Linked DNA regions of Mus musculus: region 1 is linked to region 2. A link is a contact called in public promoter capture Hi-C data. All regions are on one chromosome and are shown on one strand. The core of a region is the stretch at or near the end of the contact, and the rest is flanking DNA. Distances in the headings are between cores, read along the strand shown.

Region 1 (6,181 bases), core at 2,764-5,263, 42 kb before region 2:
TCTTTGGCTCCCTTTGAATTGATTTTCATATCACTTTACAAAGTGAGAGATCCAGACTTGATTGCGTTTTTGTGAAGGTGTAAGCACTTTGTAATCATTCCCATTGTTGAAATCTGTCTTTTCTCCATCCTCCCAACCTAATCAAAACTCACATGGCCATAGCTGTGTAAGGCAATTCCTGGGTTCTCTGAGAGGCTTCATTGATCGACATTTCTGTCTTTGTTGTGTGTCTTTATCACAACAGCATTATGACGTAATTTGGGATTAGGTATCATGCTCTTTCCCAGAAGTATTGCTATACCACAAGGTCTGTGCTATGTTTCTGTCAACATAGAAGTATGGAAAGTCTTTCCATGTCTCTCTTCTTTGGTTTCTTTCTTTTTCTTTCTTTCATTTTTTCCCCTTTCTTTCTTTCTTTCTTTCTTTCTTTCTTTCTTTCTTTCTTTCTTTCTTTCTTTCTTTCTTCCTTCCTTCCTTCCTTCCTTCTTTCTTTCCTTCCTTCCTTCCTTTCTCTCTCTTTCTTTCTTTCTTTCTTTCTTTCTTTCTTTCTTTCTTTCTTTCTTTCTTTCTTCTCTCTCTCTCTCTCTCTCTTTGCCAATGTATAGATCTTTCACTTCCTTAGTTAAGGATGTTCCAAAGTACTATATTTATTTGTTTATTTATTTATTTATTTATTTATTTATTTATTTTTGTTTGTTTTTTTGAGACATGGTTTCTCTGTGTAGCCTTGGCTGCCTTGGAACTCACTCTGTAGGCCACGCTGGCCTCGAACTCAGAAATCCACCTGCCTCTGCATCCCAAGTGCTGGGATTAAAGGCCTGTGCCACCACTGCCTGGCATACTTTATATTTTTGGAAGCTATTATGAATAGAATATTTTCCTAAATTTTTCCCAGTGAGTTGATTATTGATAGATGTGCAGACCTTTGACTTTTTTATATGTCAGTTTTGTATCCTGCAAATTTACTGAAAATGTCTACTAGGTCTAATAGTTTAAGATCTTTTAGCTATAGATAATATAATCTGTCAATACAGATAATTTGACTTTTTCTTTACTTTTTTAAATACAGTTTGTACCTTCTTGTCTTGTGGCTCTAGTTAAGACTTCAAGTACTCTACTGAATAAGTACCACCAAGCGTCATCCTTATCTAGTTCTAGAGAATGGCATCCTTGGTCCAGATGTTAGAGAAAATGCTCTTAATCCCCCTTCCCATACTAAAGAGTTTCTAATATGTTTATTGTATATATATCCTTTATCATTTTGAGTTGTGTTGAATCTATTCCTAATATCTCTATGACTTTTACTATAATGTACTAGAGACTTTTAAAAATAATTTTTTGTCATTGAATTGTTATCATTCATTTTATCAACTTTATCATTGAACTTTGCTAAATGCCTTTTTTGGTGATCATATTTGCTAGGTTTTTCTCCACCCATGAAATGAGCCAATTCAAGGCAAATTAAAGTGCATAAAGGAAGGTTTACTGGAAAGCAGCTTTTTGGATGCGTTCACTGGCTGAAGGAGTAAAGCCAGGGAAGTCTTCATGGGGTCAGAAACAGAGGAGAAGGGGAAGAGAAAGAAAGAGTATGTGCATGCAGGGAGAAAGAAGATGATGAGGGGAAGGGGCAGGGAGAGAGGAGACAGTGGGTGGGAGAAATTAAAATGTCTGGATTATATAGGGAAGAACTTCTGGAGGAAGAACAGCCTAGCCCCTGGGCTGGAAATTTCAGGGTAGAGAGTGAGGTGTGTCAGCCATACCCTGAAATGGTAGGGACTGAGGAATTCTGGGAGAACGCTGAAGGCCAGGTCTGCTTTGTTATGTTAAATAGTCACCTTGGCTGCAAATCCTCAGTTTAAAATCCAGCGATCTTATTTCTGTCTTTTAGTTTATTTGTATAGCGTATTATATTCATCAATTTGCCTAATTGGTTAGGTGTATGATAATGTATTTTTGAAAATACTATATATTTTGAATACATTTAAATTATGTAATGTATTTTAATTGTGTTTGGTTTGCAATTATTTTGTTCACAATTTTTTTGCAGCTTTGTTCATCAGGAAAATTAGTCTGTAACTGCTATGTCTTTATCTGAGCTTATTCAAGATAATACTGCTTTCATAGAATAAACTAGGTACTCCTTCATTTTCTACTTTGAGAAATGATTTAAGAAGTGTTAGTATCAGGACTTTCTTAAAATTTTGGGCAGGACAGTGGTGGTGCACGCCTTTAATCCCAGCACTTGAGAGGCAGAGGTAGGAGGATCTCTGAGTTCAAGGCCAGCCTGGTCTACAAAGTGAGTTCCAGGACAGCCAGGGCTACACAGAGAAACCCTGTCTCAGAAAAAAAAAAAAAAAAAAAAAAAAAGTTTGGTAGAATTCAGCCATGAGTCCATCTGATTCTAGACATTTCTTTGGATGAGACTTTTAATTATTGCTTTTAATCTTATTACATATAATGAACACATTTACTGTATTATATTTTCAGGGATCTTGGTGTGTCATACATGTTTAGAAATACATCAAATACTTTGATGTTTATCAGCATTTTGAAATAAAATTTTCCAAGTATTCTATAGATTATCTGAATTTCACTGGAGTCTGTTGTTACAATTCCTGCTTTCACCTTTACTTTTATTAATTTGGGATTTCTTTTGCTAGTTTGGCTAGGGGTTTAATCAGTCTTGTTATTGATGTGTTTATAAAAAGATAAAGGGGGGATATATTCTGTGGAGGTGTAGTCAGGCATGGGGAAGGGGATGCCTCCGTGGGCCCACAGCCCTTCCCCCTGAGGGACCACGCCAGGTAACTGGGGGGGCAGAACCTACCTGGCTGTTGCCAGATAACTGTGTTGTGGAGCTTAGACAAAATACTAACAGTTGTCCTTTAACAAAAACGATTGCTTTAGCTATTCCTATGTATTGAGGGTTTTTTTGGTCTCTATTTCATTAGGTCCCGCTTTAATAGTGATCGATTGATGAATTTATTTATTTATCCAGTGATTGGGTTTGGGAGTGACTTCTTATTTCTAGAACCTTAAGATGAATTATTACTTCACTTGGAAACTCTCATTTTGCTTTATTGTAAATACTCACTTTCCTGTTAGGATGCTTTAGCTAGCTCGTAGAGTGCCTATGATTTTCATTTGTTTCTAAGAATTTTCTCCTTGATTTCTTCAGTGACCCACTGTACATTTAAAATTGTACCATTACGTGTCCAAGTATTTGTTTTAAGTCCTGTAGTTTCTCTTGCTGTTGGATTCTAGTTTTATTTCAGAGTTGTCTGATAGGGTCCAAGGAATCCATTCATTGTCATCCTCTTCCTCGCCCCCCCTTTCTCCCATATCCCTCTCCTAACACTCCCCCATACATCTCCTCTTCTCCCATCCCTTCTCCTCCTGATCCTTCATCTCCTCCCCTTTTTTGTGTATGTTAAATCCACTTAGTCTATGGTAATAATTTATATTATAATAGTATTTGAAATACTAACTTCTTTATGTCCCACTACAGATAGAAATTATACAAAAAAGAAAGTAGGGAAACTGTCAAAGTACCTTCAATGCGTAGCATGTACTAGGCATTTGATTAATAATTACTACGTAAGACTTTCTATCAAATTTTACCATGCTGTTCAAAAACGGAATAACAAGGCCGGAGAGACAGGCTTTAGATATAGAAAGAAAATGGTAGAGAAAATCAAAGGAAAAGTGAAGGCTGAATTTACACCATTCTGGGAGATGGGCACCTCTAGGTGAGGTAATGCTATCTCCTAACAAGTTGCTCGCCCATGGAGAGCTGCCTTCTGGCCGATACTCAAGGCCGGCCTTTCAGTCAGAAACAGAAGACAGACAGACTTCTGTTCTCTGAGCTCGACTCTCTCTCTCTCTCTACTCTCCCCGCCTTTGTGTGGCTCCCGGGCTGTAAAACAAGGCGGGCGGAAAAACATTACGTCTCAGTTTCTAGGGACGCTTTAGAGAAAGCACCAGCTCCTCCCCTTCCTGTCCGCCCCTATTTGTTTCCCCCGGGGCCCACGTGTGTTAGGGAAGAAGCGGACTTGAGAGCGGCTGCGCTGCCCTCTGTGAAATTGTCGCATCGGGACATCGCCCGGCCTCGGTGGCCAAGACATCGCCATGGTGAGCGGCCCCTTAGGTTCTCCGGGAGGCTCTGGTCGGGCGGCCGGGGAGTACAAGCTCGGACCCGGGAGAAGCCGGGACTCGGAGTGGCTGCGTGGGGCGGTGGTGGGCCCCCGGTGCTGCCCCAGGATCGGAGTGCTCCAGCGCGTTCTCAACTCGCTCTGGGTGGCGTTGTCCACGTCTCCCGGTTTCTCATTTTCCTGAGGGCCTTAACTAATACCGCTTTGTGGATCCACCCACCTCTGCCCTGGGGCAAGTGCAGGTCTCCCCTGCCCAGGGTCACAGCCACCCACGAGGTGCATCGGCCCGCAGCCCTTCTGTTCTGACTTTAGTCCTGCCTCTACAACTCCCATTCCTACCGGGCAACAATGCTGTTTTGTTTGCATTTTAAGACAGTAGTTAAGAGTGTTATAAACGGTTTATGTATAGCGATATAAAGAGCTCATTCACAGTATCCGAATTTATGTTTTTTTTTTTTTTCTTTCGAGACAGGGTTTCTCTGTATAGCCCTGGCTGTCCTGGAACTCACTTTGTAGACCAGGCTGGCCTCAAAGTCAGAAATCCGCCTGCCTCTGCCTCCCAAGTGCTGGGAATAAAGGGGTGCGCCACCACCGCCTGGCCGAATTTATGTTTATAACTGATTTTATGTACGTGTGGATATCGGAGAACAATTTGTGAGAATCTGTTTTCGCCATGTGTATGTTTGATGTTTAATCTCGTTTCTCATTTGCCCCACTATCCTCCATGTGTGTGTTCTTACGGCTTTAAGATTATTATTTTTTTATTCATAGCCAACCTCAGATGGGTTTCAGACTTAGACGTGCCTTCTCTCATCAGATTAATGAAAAAATGACCAATGTCTAAGAGAATTGTGTGAATGAGGAATTGATGAACATTTTAATTATTTGGAGAGTTTTTTTGAGATTATTTCGAGCTTTGTCTTAGCAAAGGAAAAGGGAAGGAAAGAATTACAGACAGAGATAACAAGTGTAGTCTCAAGTTGCAGTGTGGTTTATTCTGGAATAGTGATCTTCAGTAAGAATGGGGAGAAGGAGCTGTGTGAAGGAAATGCTGGAGAAGAAAGTTGGAAGAGATGGCTTTCTGTGCTAAAGCTTAGAACCAAGCTGATCTCTTTCAATAGGGAAAGAAACTCTATACTGGATTAACACTGTAGACAGATTTTTTCGACTTCTTTGTAAAGGGGTCTAACAATAGAGCAACCTAGGCCTGATTGTATGGGTTGAATAAAGGTAACTGACAGGTTTGAAAAAGCTTCAAGAGCTATTTGGCCTTTAGAGGAGTGACTATTGAAGAGGAATATTAGGGACCACCTGTTCCCTAATAGTCTTTTTTTTTCTCAGAGATTAAAAATTATATATATTCATCTATTTTATGTAACAGTAGGTTTTGGTCAGTAGAACTTGGGCAAAGGGTGTAGGACAACTTTCCTGAGGTTTCTTTTCCACTCAGGGCTAGAGTGGAGGGCAGGTTTTAAGCCCTTGCAGACTGTCTGGGAGATTATGGGCTAACGGGGTAGGGGGCGCCTGCCTCCTTAAGTGAACCAGAAGAGACTAAAACTATTTAGGTTAAGCCATTTTTATTTTTGGTTTCTCTTATAGAAAGTCAATTCTGACTCTTTAAATAATATAGATGGGCCAAAATACAGGATTGCATAGCAAAAAACAAAACAAAAACAAAAAACCAAAAAGAAACCCCTTAAATATAATGCCTTTGAGGAATGGATTCTGAAAGCTTTAACTGGTAAGGCTCGGGTGGGGAAGTGGTTTGTTTGCTTCTAGGTGTGCTGATTTTGAAGTGGCCTTTATAGTTTATGGGGTGTTGGTTGGAACCAGCTGAGTTTGGTCAACTTGGACTTTGCATGTGCCTTTGCCCCACTCTCTTTTCATGGGCCACAGTGAAATACCTGTTACACTTCTGCTCTCTGTAACATTAGAGACATCCTTAACTGTAGCCAGCATTCCCAGCCACGAGTCTTCTCCCTCTGTTGTCAGAACTACTTTAAGCTGGCATGGCTGAGTCACTGAGCGGT
Region 2 (6,388 bases), core at 1,729-4,228:
GACAGAGAGCTACTGTCAAAGATAAGTCAGAAAACATACCCAATGCGAAGCTGTCCTTTAACAGTACTAAGCTTAGCTATCTATGTGGGTCACTGATAACTAAACCCTTATCTGTGAATGCTGATAACTATTTGGTTCCTTTGTACAAGACCTACAGTTGAAGGGGCAGTGTGTGAGTGTGTGTGTGTGTGTGTGTGTGTGTGTGTGTATGTGTGTGCGCATGCGCATGCACATGTATGTATGTTTGTATGTATGTATGTATATAGTTCCTTCATTTCTCTGGATAACAGGGACAAGAGGAAAGGGTTTTGTACCACAGAACTGCAAGAAAACACATCCATAGAAATTGAAATGGAACCAGGATGAGATAGGCTATATACCCAATGTGGCCTGTGTAGTATTCAAGGAAAATTATTGTGTTGTCCTTTGAGGAGTTTGTCCAAGGGTTAGTTGAGGCTGGAGTTATTGCTGTCTGGGTGAGGTAAACGCCATACTGTAAGCAGTGATCTGTAGAGAAGTGGTTCAGATGCCTTGATTGAATCGGGAATCTGTGTTTACTGATGCTGAAGGTTCTTGCCTGCAATCAATAAAGATGCCAGTGGCCAGTTACTGGGTGAAAAGAATGAGACAGGGCTTTCAGGTTCCCATAGGCTAAGAGAGAGGAGAGGGCAGGAAGAGGAGGATCAATACACTTGGGACAGAGATGGAACAGATTCGGAGCTATAGGGGAGATCTTCCAAAATGTAGGTGGAGAGGAAAAGTGGCCCATGGAAGGGTAGCCTGAAAGCATCTTGGGCAGAAAGATCAATGGGCATTACAGAAGGTAACCAAGCAACTAGGCTGAGGGCAGAGTTAGAGATGTTGAGCTAGTAAAGGTAAGGACATGCTAGCCATGGAAGGCTTAGGAGAGCCCAGCCACAGAACCAGTAAGGCCGGTTAAAAATGAGCTAATGAAAATTATATGCCCTAGTACAGGGGAATGCCAGGGCCAGAAAGCAGGAGTGGGTGGGTTGGGGAGCAGGGTGGGGGGTATAGGGGACTTTCGGGATAGCATTTGAAATGTAAATGAAGAAAATATCTAATAAGAATAATTATGAAAAAAATGAGCTAAACTTTATTAGAGTAGTTGAGAGTCTCAAATCAATAGCCTTATGTTGCTACTGGTAGAGACAGAGACAGAGAGAGAGAGAGAGAAAGAGAGAGATAGAGAGAGTGAGAGAGACAGAGAGAAAGAGACAGAGACAGACAGAGACAGAGAGAGGCAGAGAGAAAGAGACAGAGACAGACAGAGACAGAGAAACAGTGAAAGACATAGAAAGAAAAAGACAGACTCTAGTAAACAGAGAGAGAGGAGACATAGAAAAACAGTGAGAGGGAGACAGAGACAGAAAGAGACAGACAGTAAGAGACAGAGAGAAAGAGACAGAGAGACAGTAAGAAACAGAGACACAGAGAAAGAGAGCAACAGAGACAGACAAAAAGACAGTGAGACACAGAGACAGAGAAACAGAGAGAGAGAGAGAGAGAGAGAGAGAGAGGTGGAGGTGGGGGTGGTGTCAAGCACAGGCACTCATTGCTCTTTGCTTCTTTGCTTCCTGGGTGTGGACACCATATGACCAGTCTCATCCCATTCCAGCTTCCCTGCTATGCTCGATTGTATCCCTGAGAACTGTAAGCCAAAATAAATTCTCCCATCCATGCTGTTGTCAGTTTTTTGTTTCTGTTTTTGTTTTGTTTTGTTTTTGATCATAGCAGTAAGGCAAGTAACTAATACAGCTAGGAAATGCAGCCCTGTAGAGGGAGCTGCTTCTCCGTGCACACACACAGGTCTTGCTGAATTTGTCATTTGTCATATTTGAAGATTTGTAATGCAGTCCTCTGATCCAAGTGATGTTAATCGATATAAGGATTTCTGGGGTCAGACTCTAGCTCTGCCACTTAGGACTGCATGTCTCCTCCAAGTTATTTTACCTCTCTGTTTTTTATCTCCTCATGTCCAAAGAATTGACAGGAATAGCCTGCTTTAGTCAACAGAGGATGTATTTAACAAATTTAAATGCTGAACAGTACCAGTAATTTAGAACAGATCTGGTGAGCATCCATCAGTTATCATAATGTGGACTCTGTAGCCTAGCATCCAAGTGGACTTAGATTGTCCTCTCCTTCTGCACTAACTCAGAAGTATAGTACCATCTCTGAGGGAGATGTGGGCGAGATCTGATCATGCAGAATTAAGTCACCAACCCAATCTATTTTGGGAGAAGGAATAGATTTTTTTTGAGTGTCAAATATCATAAAAATTAATAGATTTTTCTTCACTATAGGGACAAAGATAAGAGAGGTAATAGGCAAGTTGCTTTGCATACAGTAGGTGGGGTTATCTACAAGATTATATAGTGATACCTTCTTTTTCTGTTAGGAGTGAATAGAATATACTACAGATTATCCAAGATGCCCCATTTTATGTTTTCTTTTACTGAACGGTTAAGGGACTCAATCATACCACGTTTGGAAATAAAGTTCAATGGTAGAGTACTTCCCTAGCATGTAGCAGGCCTGGAGTTTGAGTCTATATGTAAGCATATATCCCAAGGCATCGATGTGACACTTGTGACAAGGTTGTATCACACATGTGAAATATAGAGCTTGTGCAGCAGTGTGGTGGAAACATCCCAGATAAGCTATCCTGATGACTACCTCGGCAATTGCACAGCTCCATAGCTTTCTGTGGATGAATGAGACAAGAAAATGCTCTTCTTCTCAAAAGGGTGGTCAGTGAGAATCTTTGTAGGACCCTCTTAATGTGAAATTTCTTAAACTGTTTGAAGCTCTGAGAGAGAGAGAGAGTATACTAAGAAGCGCTGTGTTACAGCACTGTTGTGTTAAAGCAACAACAATGCTCCTGCACTTGAGACAGAGAAACGAGGAAGTGAAAAGAGGCCAAATGCAACTTGTCACAACACCCAGCGGTTGCTGGAACACCATTTTGTCACGGGATGAGCTGTGGTTAGTTAAAGCAAGAGCAGCAAGCAGGCTCTCAATGGATAGGATGGTTGAGTTTGTTTAGGGCATGAAGGATCTGGAAGGTGTAGGTTAGAGGCGTAACTCAGTGGGGCCATGAGACACAGGCTGTGTTGTAATGGTGCAGAGGGGAGTGCCAATTTGTAGATGAGAAACCATCTAAGAGCAAAGCTAATGAATGGAAGAGTCTAAAAAAAAAAAAAAAACCCAAAACAAACAACCCCATATACTGTAGAGGATACCGAGCAAGAGAAAAGAGCAGAGAAAGATCTGGGTTTGGAACAGGCTGCCTGCTGTTATGAGAGAGCACAGGTCAGATACACACATAGTCACACTTTACGTAGCCACTGGAGCTGATATGGTGGAGACCCCAGAATCTGGGGTGAAGCAGACACTGACAAAGAGCTTTATCTAACCTGGGGCAAGTGATCCACCCTCCTCACGTCTCAGTTCCCTCTTTGGTAAAGTTGAGGTGGTGGTGGTACCATCTGAGCTGTTGGGGCTCAGACCAGCATCTCACACATGCTGATCACATATTCTACTACTGGGCTATATCTACAGACCTGCAATGCTGTCTCGTGTGTGTGGATGAGGTTGTGTCTTATATTACCTATATATAAATAGCACACAGTAAGTCAGCTAGTGCACCAGGGAATCCCAGTTGGCTTGTGAAACAAAATTCCATTACCTCCGTAGTAGGCTTTGAACAATTGTATTTGTTCTTTGAATTTATTTCATTGCAGCTAACATGATTTGCCTGGGTCCCCACCATCTCTTTCATTTATACCCATCATAATTCACATATTTATATAACCTGCTCCATGTGTGTGGGCAACTGAATTTGTGAATCTTCAAGTGACCGAAGAACCTACTGTCATTAAGCAAAGTTTGTCAGGAGTTCAGAGGTGTGTAGGCCTCCAATTCATTCTATGAAATGGCAGAACAGTTGTATATCACCTATGCATATCCTTCTGTATGCTCTCAGTTATCCTGAAATGAATTGCAGTACCAAAAAAAAAAAAAAAAAAAGGATGTAAGACTGTAGTTTCCAGGGACTAACAGCAAGAAAACACGGGAACATGATCAACGTACAGGTGTTCTTTTCCTCTGAATAATTCAGATACACAATTGATGGGATCTGCAGATAAGAGGATCTGAGCATTGAAAACAATGGTTCTGAGCTGTCAACTTTACCTAAAGTTTCCTCTCTAAAGTATATATAAACCTACAGTATATATACATTCACCTGTAAGTGTGCACAAACCTGATTCTAGATTATAAAGACAGCTTTTCTTATTATGCCTTTCCCCTTTTCTCTCCTTTGTAGAGGAGGAAAGCGCAGCAACATTGTCCACTAGAGGGTGTAGTGGTACTATGTAGATGATTTGTGAGCAGTATGTGTGTGTGTGTGTGTGTGTGTGTGTGTGTGAGTGAGTGAGTGAGAGAGAGAGAGAGAGAGAGAGAGAGAGAGAGAGAGAGAGAGAGAGAGAGATGTATTTTTCATAAATCTATCTTGAGGTGGCAGTAATATATGTGACTTAGAAACATCTGCATGAATCCATTGGGTAAGCAGTTAAAATGGTGAATTCCTGGACTGCATCATGGTTTCATGACTTGGGGGGTAGAAACCTAGGAATATGCATTGTTACCATGTGCTGCAAATGATTTTTGTGTAGGGTAAAGGCTGAGAGTTGCATCCCAAAGAAAGGAAGTGTTTAAGGAAATATTTTAGAGAACTAACCAGACACATAATCATAGCTTCGTATTAGTGATCCTATTCCTCCAGCTTTTTCATATTCTCCTGCAGGCTACCTGTGTCTGAGCTGCCATTATCATGGTAAAAACACAAATTAGTTAAAGATCAAATCAACAGATTAAACAAAGTTTCTTTAAAAATATTGGCTGTCCTGCTTTCTCCCAGAGGTTCTGCCTCAGGCCGCAGGTAGATTAGAAACTGTGTGGTGCTGTGTCCATGGGATGCTTACTTACGCACAGCAGATGCCTGTGTGTAGGCACACAGGAGAAACTGGATCGCATTTCTAACATGCACAGTTTCTCTTCCCTGTGGATTTAAGGACCCTTGGAATAGACACAGTCATGTGTCAGTTGACCATACTCCCCTCTGGAAGTCCATCTCCCATGTTGATTTCTGCCATGCCTGTCTCTTGTTCTTCTTTAGTGATTTTCCACAGCATCTGTGGGGGCTGCTCTGTGGTCACTTGGTGGTCATAACCTTGGATGTAGAAGAGATTTTCCATTTCCCAAGCAGACTGAAAGACTAGGAGTATTCGGAGACTGTTGGTTTCTTGGGGAAGATATTTTCTATATTTGCTGTAGCTGGGCTGAAACTCTGAATGTAACCAAGCTGGTCTCAAACTTGAAATAATCTTCCTGTTTCTACTTTCCAAGTACTGGGATTGCAGATATGTACCTCCAGGCCTGGTAAGACATCTATCTATCTATCTATCTATCTATCTATCTATCTATCTATCTATCTATCTATCTATCTTTTATTATTATTGTGTTACTTTTGTTTGTTTGATTTTTGAAACAGAGTCTATCTACATTGGCCTGGCTGCCCTGGATCTCACTGTATTGAGCAGCCTGGCTGCAGACTCACAGAGATCTGCCTACCTCCTGGCCCAATTTAAAAAGATATTTTAAACTGCTCACTTTTAATACCTCATTTTCTAGACAAAGAAACCAAGGCTTAGAACATGAAACTAAGGTGACAGATTTTTTTTTTTTAATTCAGGAGCTAATGAAGAAATATCACAATGGACAGGGTTGTTTTAGTTGATGGAAAAGAAAATCACTGGTTGGGGTGGCAGATGTGAAATTTGGAGTGTTTATTAGATTAGGAGACTGTGTAATTGCACATCAATAAGAGATAATAGGCTTTGATGTTATAAGCTCTTATATTGCTTTTCAACGGCATTTCACTGTTGTTAAATATCATTCTAGAATATTCCTTTAGATGGCAGCAAAGAGAAAGGAAAGTCTCTTTATCCTCCCTACACACACTCACAATAAGCTCAATTCTATGGACACTCCTTTTGTCTATGCTTATTTTCATGAATCAAAAACATTCTTATCTACCCATCCTGTCTGGACTCAATGCTACCCTCACATCTCAATATTGCACAGAATTTAGAGAGTTTATTTATTTATTTATTCATTCATTCATTTTATTTTATTTTATTGGTAGAGAGTCTTTTAATCACTTAAGATTTTGAAATAAATCTGCAAATGTTGTGTTGGATCTTAAATGAAGCTAGTTCAGTTTTAATATGTCACTTATTGATTCAGGTTTCAGATCTAGTACCACTTTTAAATGAATAGTGTCTCAGTTAACATGTCTAAAATC

The links. Promoter capture Hi-C pulls out the DNA fragments that hold promoters and counts their contacts.
Region 1: a promoter capture Hi-C map of macrophages shows a contact between it and region 2, with 6 read pairs. The contact joins the promoter of Tma16 here to the enhancer-like site in region 2. A contact is called at or near these places in 24 of 39 promoter capture datasets (the 3T3-L1 cell line, 3T3-L1-derived adipocytes, the C10 cell line and 16 more), 9 of 15 datasets of contacts at CTCF or cohesin (CD8 T cells, the G1E-ER4 cell line, the NIH/3T3 cell line and 4 more), 202 of 484 Hi-C or Micro-C datasets (the 3T3-L1 cell line, 3T3-L1-derived adipocytes, the 63-12 cell line and 107 more), 25 of 115 datasets of contacts at active chromatin or transcription factors (the HPC-7 cell line, the SCID.adh cell line, Th17 cells and 13 more) and 3 of 9 other capture datasets (adipose tissue, bone marrow-derived macrophages and macrophages).

Annotation. Positions count from the first base shown.
Region 1 is chr8:66,484,362-66,490,542 of GRCm38.p6, reverse strand. Tma16 (translation machinery associated 16) reads left to right here and starts at 4,013. Exons shown (of 7, transcript NM_025465.3): 1 at 4,013-4,131. The coding sequence starts at 4,129.
Region 2 is chr8:66,440,966-66,447,353 of GRCm38.p6, reverse strand. All of the region lies in intron 7 of Marchf1 (membrane associated ring-CH-type finger 1), which reads right to left. Among named protein-coding and RNA genes, the nearest start is that of Tma16, 42 kb to the left of the region's middle. Within about 2 kb of position 2,978, at least 31 of the 459 cell types and tissues checked have an H3K27ac peak or open chromatin away from gene starts, as enhancers often do. A contact at or near this core is called in the CH12 cell line, ECoMG-derived neutrophils, Kupffer cells and 10 more, where this site is marked.